3 separate regions of the Mus musculus genome follow, and all the other regions are linked to region 2. The links are chromatin contacts, called in public Micro-C and promoter capture Hi-C maps. All regions are on one chromosome and are shown on one strand. The core of a region is the stretch at or near the end of the contact, and the rest is flanking DNA. Distances in the headings are between cores, read along the strand shown. Region 1 holds the start of Pax9 (paired box 9). Region 2 holds the start of Twist1 (twist basic helix-loop-helix transcription factor 1). Region 3 holds the start of Nkx2-1 (NK2 homeobox 1).

The links. Promoter capture Hi-C pulls out the DNA fragments that hold promoters and counts their contacts. A called contact is a pair of places that touch in the nucleus more often than the background predicts.
Region 1: a contact with region 2 is called in a promoter capture Hi-C map of hippocampal neurons, with 5 times the contacts expected there. The contact joins the promoter of Pax9 here to the promoter of Twist1 in region 2. A contact is called at or near these places in 2 of 39 promoter capture datasets (cranial neural crest and hippocampal neurons) and 2 of 484 Hi-C or Micro-C datasets (cerebellum and embryonic stem cells).
Region 3: a contact with region 2 is called in a Micro-C map of embryonic stem cells, with 15 times the contacts expected there. The contact joins the promoter of Nkx2-1 here to the promoter of Twist1 in region 2. A contact is called at or near these places in 1 of 39 promoter capture datasets (hippocampal neurons) and 2 of 484 Hi-C or Micro-C datasets (both in embryonic stem cells).

What each region holds. Positions count from the first base shown.
Region 1 is chr12:56,694,134-56,696,833 of GRCm38.p6, reverse strand. Pax9 (paired box 9) reads right to left here and starts at 1,363. Exons shown (of 4, transcript NM_011041.3): 1 at 970-1,363; 2 at 1-260. The coding sequence starts at 973. Gm15524 (a long non-coding RNA gene) reads left to right here and starts at 2,067. Exons shown (of 3, transcript XR_003950120.1): 1 at 2,067-2,700.
Region 2 is chr12:33,956,393-33,959,092 of GRCm38.p6, reverse strand. Twist1 (twist basic helix-loop-helix transcription factor 1) reads right to left here and starts at 1,422. Exons shown (of 2, transcript NM_011658.2): 1 at 455-1,422. The coding sequence starts at 1,115. The coding sequence ends at 495.
Region 3 is chr12:56,535,459-56,538,337 of GRCm38.p6, reverse strand. Nkx2-1 (NK2 homeobox 1) reads left to right here and starts at 1,430. Exons shown (of 3, transcript NM_009385.3): 1 at 1,430-2,029. Gm26973 (a long non-coding RNA gene) reads right to left here and starts at 1,148. Exons shown (of 6, transcript XR_872771.2): 1 at 832-1,148.

The sequences.
Region 1 (2,700 bases), core at 114-2,613, about 23 Mb before region 2:
CCGGATGTGTTTCACCACAGTAGGGGTGGTGACCCGGGGCTTGCTCCCCCCAATAGCTCCCGGCAAAATCGAACCGGTCTCGTTGTAGCGCGCCAGGATCTTGCTGACGCAGCCGTGCGAGACCCGTAGCTGGCGGCTGATGTCACAAGGTCGGATGCCCAGTTGGGCTAATTCCACGATGCGAAGCCGAATGGCGTTGGGCAGCGGCCTTCCGTTCACGAACACTCCTCCCAGCTGGTTCACCTCCCCGAAGGCTGGCTCTGCAAAAGGAGCACAGAGCGCGCCACAACGCGCACCAACTGCTTGGGACAGCCGCCTGCCACTCGGCCTCCAAGAGCGTCCAGGGGCAGGGTTATGACACCCTTCTATAAGGACTGGGGTTGCCCCGAAACCAGACTGTTCCGGCCTGAGCCAAACGTCTCAAAACAAGCTGCGGCCAGACCTCGCTCCTACTTTGCGATTCCCAACAACAAACAAGAAGAGAGACCCAGGGCAACTCCGGACACTTAAAACTCTCCGAAGCAGGCGGGGAAATCGGTTCTGAGGCTCCAGCGCGCCCCTCTTTGCCTGCCTGGTACCAAAACACTCGGCCCTTGCTCCCTTCCACCGCCTTACCCCTCCCTTCTGCGGGGTTAGACGCAGTCCAGAGAAAGCTGGGGGGGGGGTGTTTTTGTTCTGTTTTGCTTGCAAGTGTAAACACGTGTGCAACAAAACTTGGATTGACACTGGAGCTGCGAGATTCGCCAATGCCACGGCCCTCTTCCCTTAAATCGCAAAATGGCATCAATTGTCACCCAGTGGCTCTCACAGAACCCTTTCCGCCACTGACCCTTGGAGGGTGCTTACAGCTCGACGGACGCAGTCTGAGTCAATACAGCGCGGTGGCGCGCCTCAGCTCCCTCCCTCTAGCCCTCGCCTGCTCGCTCCCTCCCTCCTCGGATCTGACAACGTCCCCCATCAGCCACTCACCCATTGCTCTGAGCAGTACACCAACCCGGCCCCAGTTCCGCACTCCCAGAAAGAAACTTTTTTCTTGTTCTCACTGAGCCGGCCTGTCGCTGCTCCAAGCCGAGGGTGCCTTGGCTTCTTCCCGGGAGGAGGCGACAAGAGTGCCAAAGGAAAGAGTAAAAGGAAGTCTGTGCCGGGCTGAAAGAGGCTTGAGTTCTGCATTTCAATCTAAGCAGCAACGTGGGCTGGGCTGAGCAGGGCCGGGCGGCTCAGTCTATCACTCACTTGTGACACACCCCAAAAGAGGTGGGCCCGCGAGCAATCTGCGTTGTAATTGGTGCAGGCCGGTGAGTGACAGCTCAGTCCGGGAAACTCCTTCCGCCGTCTGTTTCTGGCTGGCTCCGCACCTGGGTGACTAAATACAATGAATAAGAGTGTTTGACGTCTTCCCAGGGGCGCCGCAAACAGAGTGCAAAATCAAGCTGATAAAAATGCTGAATAAGCGAACAGAAGCTTTGGTCTCGGTTTGAATAACTTTAAGTGGGTAGAGACCGAGGACACCTTTTGGGGAAGAGATGAATTTGTCAAATTAAAGTTGGAGGTTAGAGCTCTCAGAGAACAAGTGGCACGACCCTTAAGGGATGACTGAGAACTACCTGTCATGCTGACCTTTGGGGACTGTCAGAATCTTGTCCACAAATTCTATCTCCTTCCAGTTCACTCAGGATGGGGAGAAGTCGAGTGGAGGAGGCGCTTGAGGTGTAAGGACAAGAGACTCCTTCCCGTACCCCGCCCGAAGTGGTTAGTCCAGCAGTGAGGGGCTAAACCTCAGTCAAGCAGGATCCTAGCAGAGGCCAGGTGCAGTGAGGAAAAAAAAATTAAAAAACCAGACTAAAGAGGAGCACAGGACGTCCACGGGGAAGGAGGGTTGATCCCCGGAGCGCTGGTGGCAGTGGCCACGTCCATCCCATCCCACCCCCTTGCATCACTCACCCAGGGTCCTGGTTTCCGTGTGTAAGAATTTGCCAGGGTTCTCAACACCATAGAGCCACCTTGAAAGGTTTGATTTTAAATATGAAAGTCAGCCCCAAGGAGGTACCCGCTGACACTGCCTCTGAGCATCTGTATGTAATTCCCCGCGACTTCAGCTTAGCTACCACAGATGCTGTGTGGTTCTGCCTACCTGGGGATTTTTCACTTTCATTCACCCAAATCCGAAACGGATAGAAGAGTTTGGGACAGAGAAATGCATTTCTTTATGGAGACAAGGTTGTGACGTATGTGGACGAAATAAGGAAGAGAAGCATTGTGAATGGATTCGGGTATTTGTGTGACACCGGAAAGTGGATGATATTACTTCGTCTCCATCACAACAGCCCTCTCTTTAACACATATCCAGGATGTAGGTGATGCGCGCACTCTCCCGAAGGTTCTGCACACAAAGAAATCAGAGGAATCCCGATGTTCACCAGTAAATGACAAGAGCCCAGGACGTCTAGTAATCAGTCTTGGAGCTGACCATTGATCTCCAGGCATCTGCTTCTGTGGTGGGTGTGCACCCTGAATTCAAGTTACAATCAAGTTAAGGATTGAAAGATTACTTCAAATGTCTTTTATTGCAGTCAGGTATTTCCACAATGAGGCTTCACAAATAGAAATACTTGAACATAGCCCCCCCCCCCCTTTATTTGTTGGTTTCAGATGTTCAAAGTCATTTCAAGGCTCGACTTTGTGGTTTCATCCTTGTCTCCG
Region 2 (2,700 bases), core at 173-2,672:
TCACTACCAGCGAGAATTTTCGCTGAACAACCTGGAAGGATTTCAGCCCAAGGGCAAGAGGAAGTGGGTGGGCGGAAAGGAGGGGGTGGAATTTGGAAACAGTTGTTTTAAGAAGGGAATTTTAAAGAAGAAAGAAAGGGGTTTGGGGGATGGCGTTTTGGGCACAAGGCCCCTATGCTTGACTTTCTCAATCTTCTGTCATGCACACCCCCGCACGCGCACACACACATACACCTCTCCTGGGCACACTGGTTCTCCCCGACCCTAGGACCTGTTTCCCCTGTGGGGACTGAACTGCTTGCCAGGGATGCGGGTGGAATGAGGTGGCGGTGCCTGGCTAGGTGGAGGGCAGCGAGGAGAGTGGAGGGGGATGGGGGGGGGATACCCAGCACGGTGGCGAGGTGAACAGGGGACCCGCGGCCTGGCCCGATCGATCCCTGGAGCCGGTCCTTACCTAGGTCTCCGGCCTGCAGAGGGGGTGGGGAGCTCCGCTGCTAGTGGGACGCGGACATGGACCAGGCCCCCTCCATCCTCCAGACGGAGAAGGCGTAGCTGAGCCGCTCGTGGGCCACATAGCTGCAGCTTGCCATCTTGGAGTCCAGCTCGTCGCTCTGCAGGACCTGGTACAGGAAGTCGATGTACCTGGCCGCCAGTTTGAGGGTCTGAATCTTGCTCAGCTTGTCCGAGGGCAGCGTGGGGATGATCTTGCGCAGGGCGGCGAACGCCTCGTTCAGCGACTGCGTGCGCTGGCGCTCCCGCACGTTAGCCATGACCCGCTGGGTCTGCAGCTCCTCGTACGACTGCGGGCTCCCGCCCCCGCTGCTGCTGCCGCCGCCGCCGCCACCACCTCCGCCCGCGCCGCCGCCGCCGCCTCCGCCCGCAGATTTCTTGCCGCGCTTGCCCTGGGCCGGGCTGCCTGGCTCGTCGCCGCCTCCGATGCCCCCGCCCGTGGCCCCGCCGGGCCCCGCGCTGCCGCCCGCGCTGCGCCGACTGCTGCGTCTCTTGCGAGCCCCGCGCTTGCCGCTCGCCGGCTGCTGCCGGTCCGGCTCCTCCTCGCTGTTGCTCAGGCTGTCGTCGGCCGGAGAGACTGGCGAGCTGGACACGTCCTGCATCATCTCGCGGGCGGCGACGTGCGGCCTCGCGGAGCCGGGACGGGGGAGGGTAGAGCAGAGGAGCGGGGCGCCCTAGCCCGCCAGCTTCCCCGCGCTCGGCGCCGGCCCGGGCGGTGCGGCCCGGAGGACGCAGGGAGGCGGGATGGGGGTGGGGGGACCTCCGCGGGGAGGGCGCTGGAGGCGGGGAGGGAGGCGGGCGGGGGAGGGGACGGTGTGGAGGGCCCCGAGGTCCAAAAAGAAGGCGCCCGACGGCCGCAAGCGCGCCCCGTTCCGGCCTGGCGCAGCCGGTGCCGGTGCTGGCGAGCCCGCGAGGTGTCTGAGAGTTGGGCGCGGGCTGTGGACTTGGCGGCTCTTATACCTCCGTGCGGGCGGAAAGTTTGGGGGCAGCGGTGTCATTGGCCTGACGTGGGGAGGAGGGACTTTTCGAAGTTTTATAGGAAAGTTTCCTCTTTCCAGCCCCCCTCCCTCGCCCCCTCCCCCCTTGCTCGGGGTCTAACAATTCGTCCTGCGAACCATTCAAAACCGACCTGGCCCGAGCGGCCAGCCCCTGCGCCCGCCTCTCCCCTCCCTCTCCCCCCCCCAGCTCTCCCCCTCCGCTTCGGGGAGGACGCGGGGCGATTTCCTTCCGCGCCAGAGCGCGCCCAGCGCCCCCGCACCCGAGCACAGCACCGCAAACAGGGGACTGTCTGGGTCGCTGTTGCAGTCTCCCCCTCCCCAAGTGGCTGTGACAGCAGTAGTGGCAAGCGGCTTCGACGCTCTGGGTGATGTCCCATCCCGCCTGGGATCCCTCGGAGTTCTCCGGGCCCTTTGGGGGTGGCTCGGGCCCGGGCTGCGAGGCAAGAAAAGTTTCAACAACCGAGTCCATCTAACGGTCAGGTAGAGGAAACCTCTAGTCGGAAACCTCTAGTCCCAAGGGATTCCCCGCGGCTGCCTGGCCCTGTGGTCGAGGGCGGTTCTCAAGACGTGGCCACATCGTGGGCGCTATGGATCTGCGCCCTGGCCTGCCGTGTCACCCCTCCCGGAGAAACGTCTGGGCTCTCCTTTCCTGCTACGGTGACCCAATCTAAAGTTTCCCTGCTCTCAGAGGACTGTGCTTCCAAAGGTGCTGGACCTAGGCTGGAGTTCATTCTTTTACAGAGAAAAGCCTTGTTCTTTTGAAGGGAGCAAAGCTAGGGAAAGATAGAGCAGCCTTGGTGCTCCACGCTGCCAGCCCTAGGTGGAGGAGAACCTTGAGAACATTTCATGTCCGCTAACTCCAAATTAAGCCCTGCATGCTAACCTTGGGTAGTCCATACATTTAAGGTGGGGGATCAATATTCTCGTCTTCCTAGGAGATCTTGTGAGTAGTTATGCTCCCGGTGCCTCAAATGCACTCAGCCATGTTGGTTGATTGCAAGCGGTTTTTTTTGTTTTTTTTTTTTTGTTTTGTTTTTTTTTTTTTTTTTTTTTTTACCAAATACCTTGAAACCCCAAAAAGGATTCTGGAAAAGTGGAAGCAGAGAGGTTAATGAGCAAGAAGGAGAGTGGCTATGGAAGCCAGTGATTGCAGGGCTCTTTACATTTTTTAAATATGTTTTATTTATTTATT
Region 3 (2,879 bases), core at 181-2,680, about 23 Mb before region 2:
CACCCCCAGTTCTAGATGGGAGCTGTTGGCATTGGTGCCAGCAGGAGAAGTTTGAAGCTCAGTCCAGTTCCCCTCCCCTTCAGGGTAAAGCATGGGGGTTGCCAGGCATCACTCCCCTCGAACTCTGACTGAAGCTCAGCCCCTCACCTAGTGCTGTGCGGCTGGGGATGGGGGCCCCTAGTTACAGTAGGGCTAAGATGCAGCTTGTGTACATTCTCCCAAACTGGCCACCTGCTGGTGTTTTTGAAGGTCCGGGCTGCACGGCTCAGAGACTGTAGAAGATTGAACAAACCTTTCACTCCAGACTAACAGGCCCCCCGAAGAAGCAATGGATTTGATATTAACCACAGACACAGAAATATCGACCTTGTTAGTGAGCTTAATTTTCTTCCCTCAAAGCTTTGGGCGTGTTTTGATGTGCCTGATTTTGCTTAAATCTCACCAAAAAACCTTCTGAAGAATTACCTCCTTCTGTAAGTGGCACTAAAACCGGGAGAGACAAATGACACTCTACCCTTGGTGTTCCTATGACCACCAACAATTATAAAATAACGGGGTTAAATGGAGACGGAGGACCAGGGACTTCCTAAGACGATCCCGTTCCCAATGCTAGCAGATCTGGGTCGCGCCTTCAGACTAGGTCTGCATTATGCTTTGCCTGCCCTTTCTGCCGTTCACTTGATCTAGCGTGGCTTCCCCTCCCTGCACTCTCGACACTGTAGACCAAAGTGCTGTAGCTCATCTTGAGAGCGCCCCCCAGAGAAGTCCCTGGGAAAGGAGAGCGCAGAGCTCTGCTTTCCACTTGTCCTTAGCTACAGAGACACAACGCACCTGGCCGCTTAAAGTCGGGGTTCCCTGCTTCAAAGCCACCTCGGGGGCGGTTCGAAAATGCGGGCCCAGATGGGAGGCCCGCTGATGCCCAGAGCCTTCCTTCCCTTCACGATGGAGGTAGGTGGTGAGGAAAGCTAATGTTAGTTTAGTCGTCGGCTTTGTGTTGAGGGAGTAGAGAGCACTCTTCAAGGAGAGATCTTAAAAAGCAAATAAAACAACTTTCCATACTATAATTGCTATTAATGGAAAGGAGCCTACCCTGCTGAATTAAGTAGTTCAAAACTGCTTGTTCATTATCGGGAGCTCCCTCACTACAAGGAGGGGAAAGAAAATGTGAAAACAAAAACCAAAATCAAGAAGCCTCCTTGACTGGCCGCCGAAGTGTCTAGGAGGCACCTGCCGGGCCAGGAAGCACTCCGCCCTCCCAGCCTCTAGCGCTCCAAGAAAGCTCGAACAGCAGACAAGCAAAGCCAAAACAAAAACAAACAATAACGAAAACGCTTAAATTCCAAGGAGAAAAAAAAAAAAACGGAGGTGGTCTCCAAATCTGTGCCATGCAGGGCTTGGCTGGGTAACCCACTTAGCTGCTGATCCTGACCTGGTAACAGCAATGAGGCTGACGCCCCCGGGCCCGCTAGGGAGCACAGCCCACAGCTCCCCCTTGCCAGGCGCCCAAGGACCCTCAAGGCGCGGGGCTCACACTTGAAGCCTGGGAACGCTCAGACAGGAAACCCACTTCCTCCTAAGCAGTTTCTTCCTAGCCGGATGAGAGGCGCCCAATTGAAGCAGAATGATCCTCATCTACTAATATCCAGCGTGGCCACAAAGCGACCGGCCATTTACGCCGCCACTTTAGACAAAGATATTTGGTTATTCCCGGGGAAGCAAGTGCACTTTTGCATGGCTGAGCTCCGGGAGGAGGCGAGCCTCAGCCCAGCCTCCCGCCCGCTGGGCTGCGGGCGTCGAGATATTCGCCTCCTCCCGGACAACGAGTTCCACCCGGGTTCAGACTCAGTTCCACTCTGCAACGGATCTGCGGGCGCTCACGCGGCTCCCCGCCCGGGCTTTCACTGAAGCATCGGAAGGGAAAACTGCGGGGATCTGAGCTGGGGTGCTGGGACTGGGATGTCCTCGGAAAGACAGCATCAGCTTCTGAAGCCGAAGTATCCAGGCCATGGGCAAGGGTCAGGGGCACCAGGTTTGTTCGAGATGGGGCAACTTCCGTGGTGGACTCTCCTGTTAATCCCCCGCACCCTTAGCCTCGTAGCTCAGAGGGCCAGCGGTGTACTTGCCTGGGCCGGCAAAAGGGGTGGAGAAAGGGAGCGGCGGGGTGGGGTGGGCTGGGGGGGCTGGTCCGCTAGGGAGCCAGGAGCTTGGTGGGGGGTGGCGCGGGGATCGGTGACAGCCTCCCGGAGGCAGTCGTTCCCTTACTCAGCTCCCCCTCCGCCCGCTGGGATTCTCTCGGGTAAGGGGAAAGGGGGCGGGGAGCAGAGGTGTCCCTCTGACGGCGGCGGCAGAAGAAGCAGACAGACTGACAGACACATAGACCAACAGTGCAGCCCCAGGGTTCATCCCCAGACTCGCACACTCTTTTGGTGGTGACTGGGGCTCAGCGCAGCGAAGCCCGATGTGGTCCGGAGGCGGTGGGAAGGCGCGGGGCTGGGAGGCCGCAGCGGGAGGGAGGAGCAGCCCCGGCAGGCTCAGGTGAAATCCCGCTCCCTGCTCCTCAGCCCCCTTCTCCCCCAAAGGCCAGCCCCTGACCTCGGAACCCCGACCAAATTGGACCGCGGTTCCACTTTGTAACTCCCCAAGTTGGTTGCAAAGCAGTATTCACCTTCCGTTCTCCTTTCCATCCCTCCCCTTAGGTTATTCTCTACCCCACCTCTGGCCCTCCCGCTCTCGGTTCCCTCCTCCTTCCCCCCCCCCCGCCTTTTCCTCGCGCGCCACAGGCACCCCACAAAAATGGGGGTGGGGGTGTCCAAGGGAGGGGGAAAGTAATGCTTTGGTTCTCTCTCTCTCTCTCTCTCTCTCTCTCTCTCTCTCTCTCT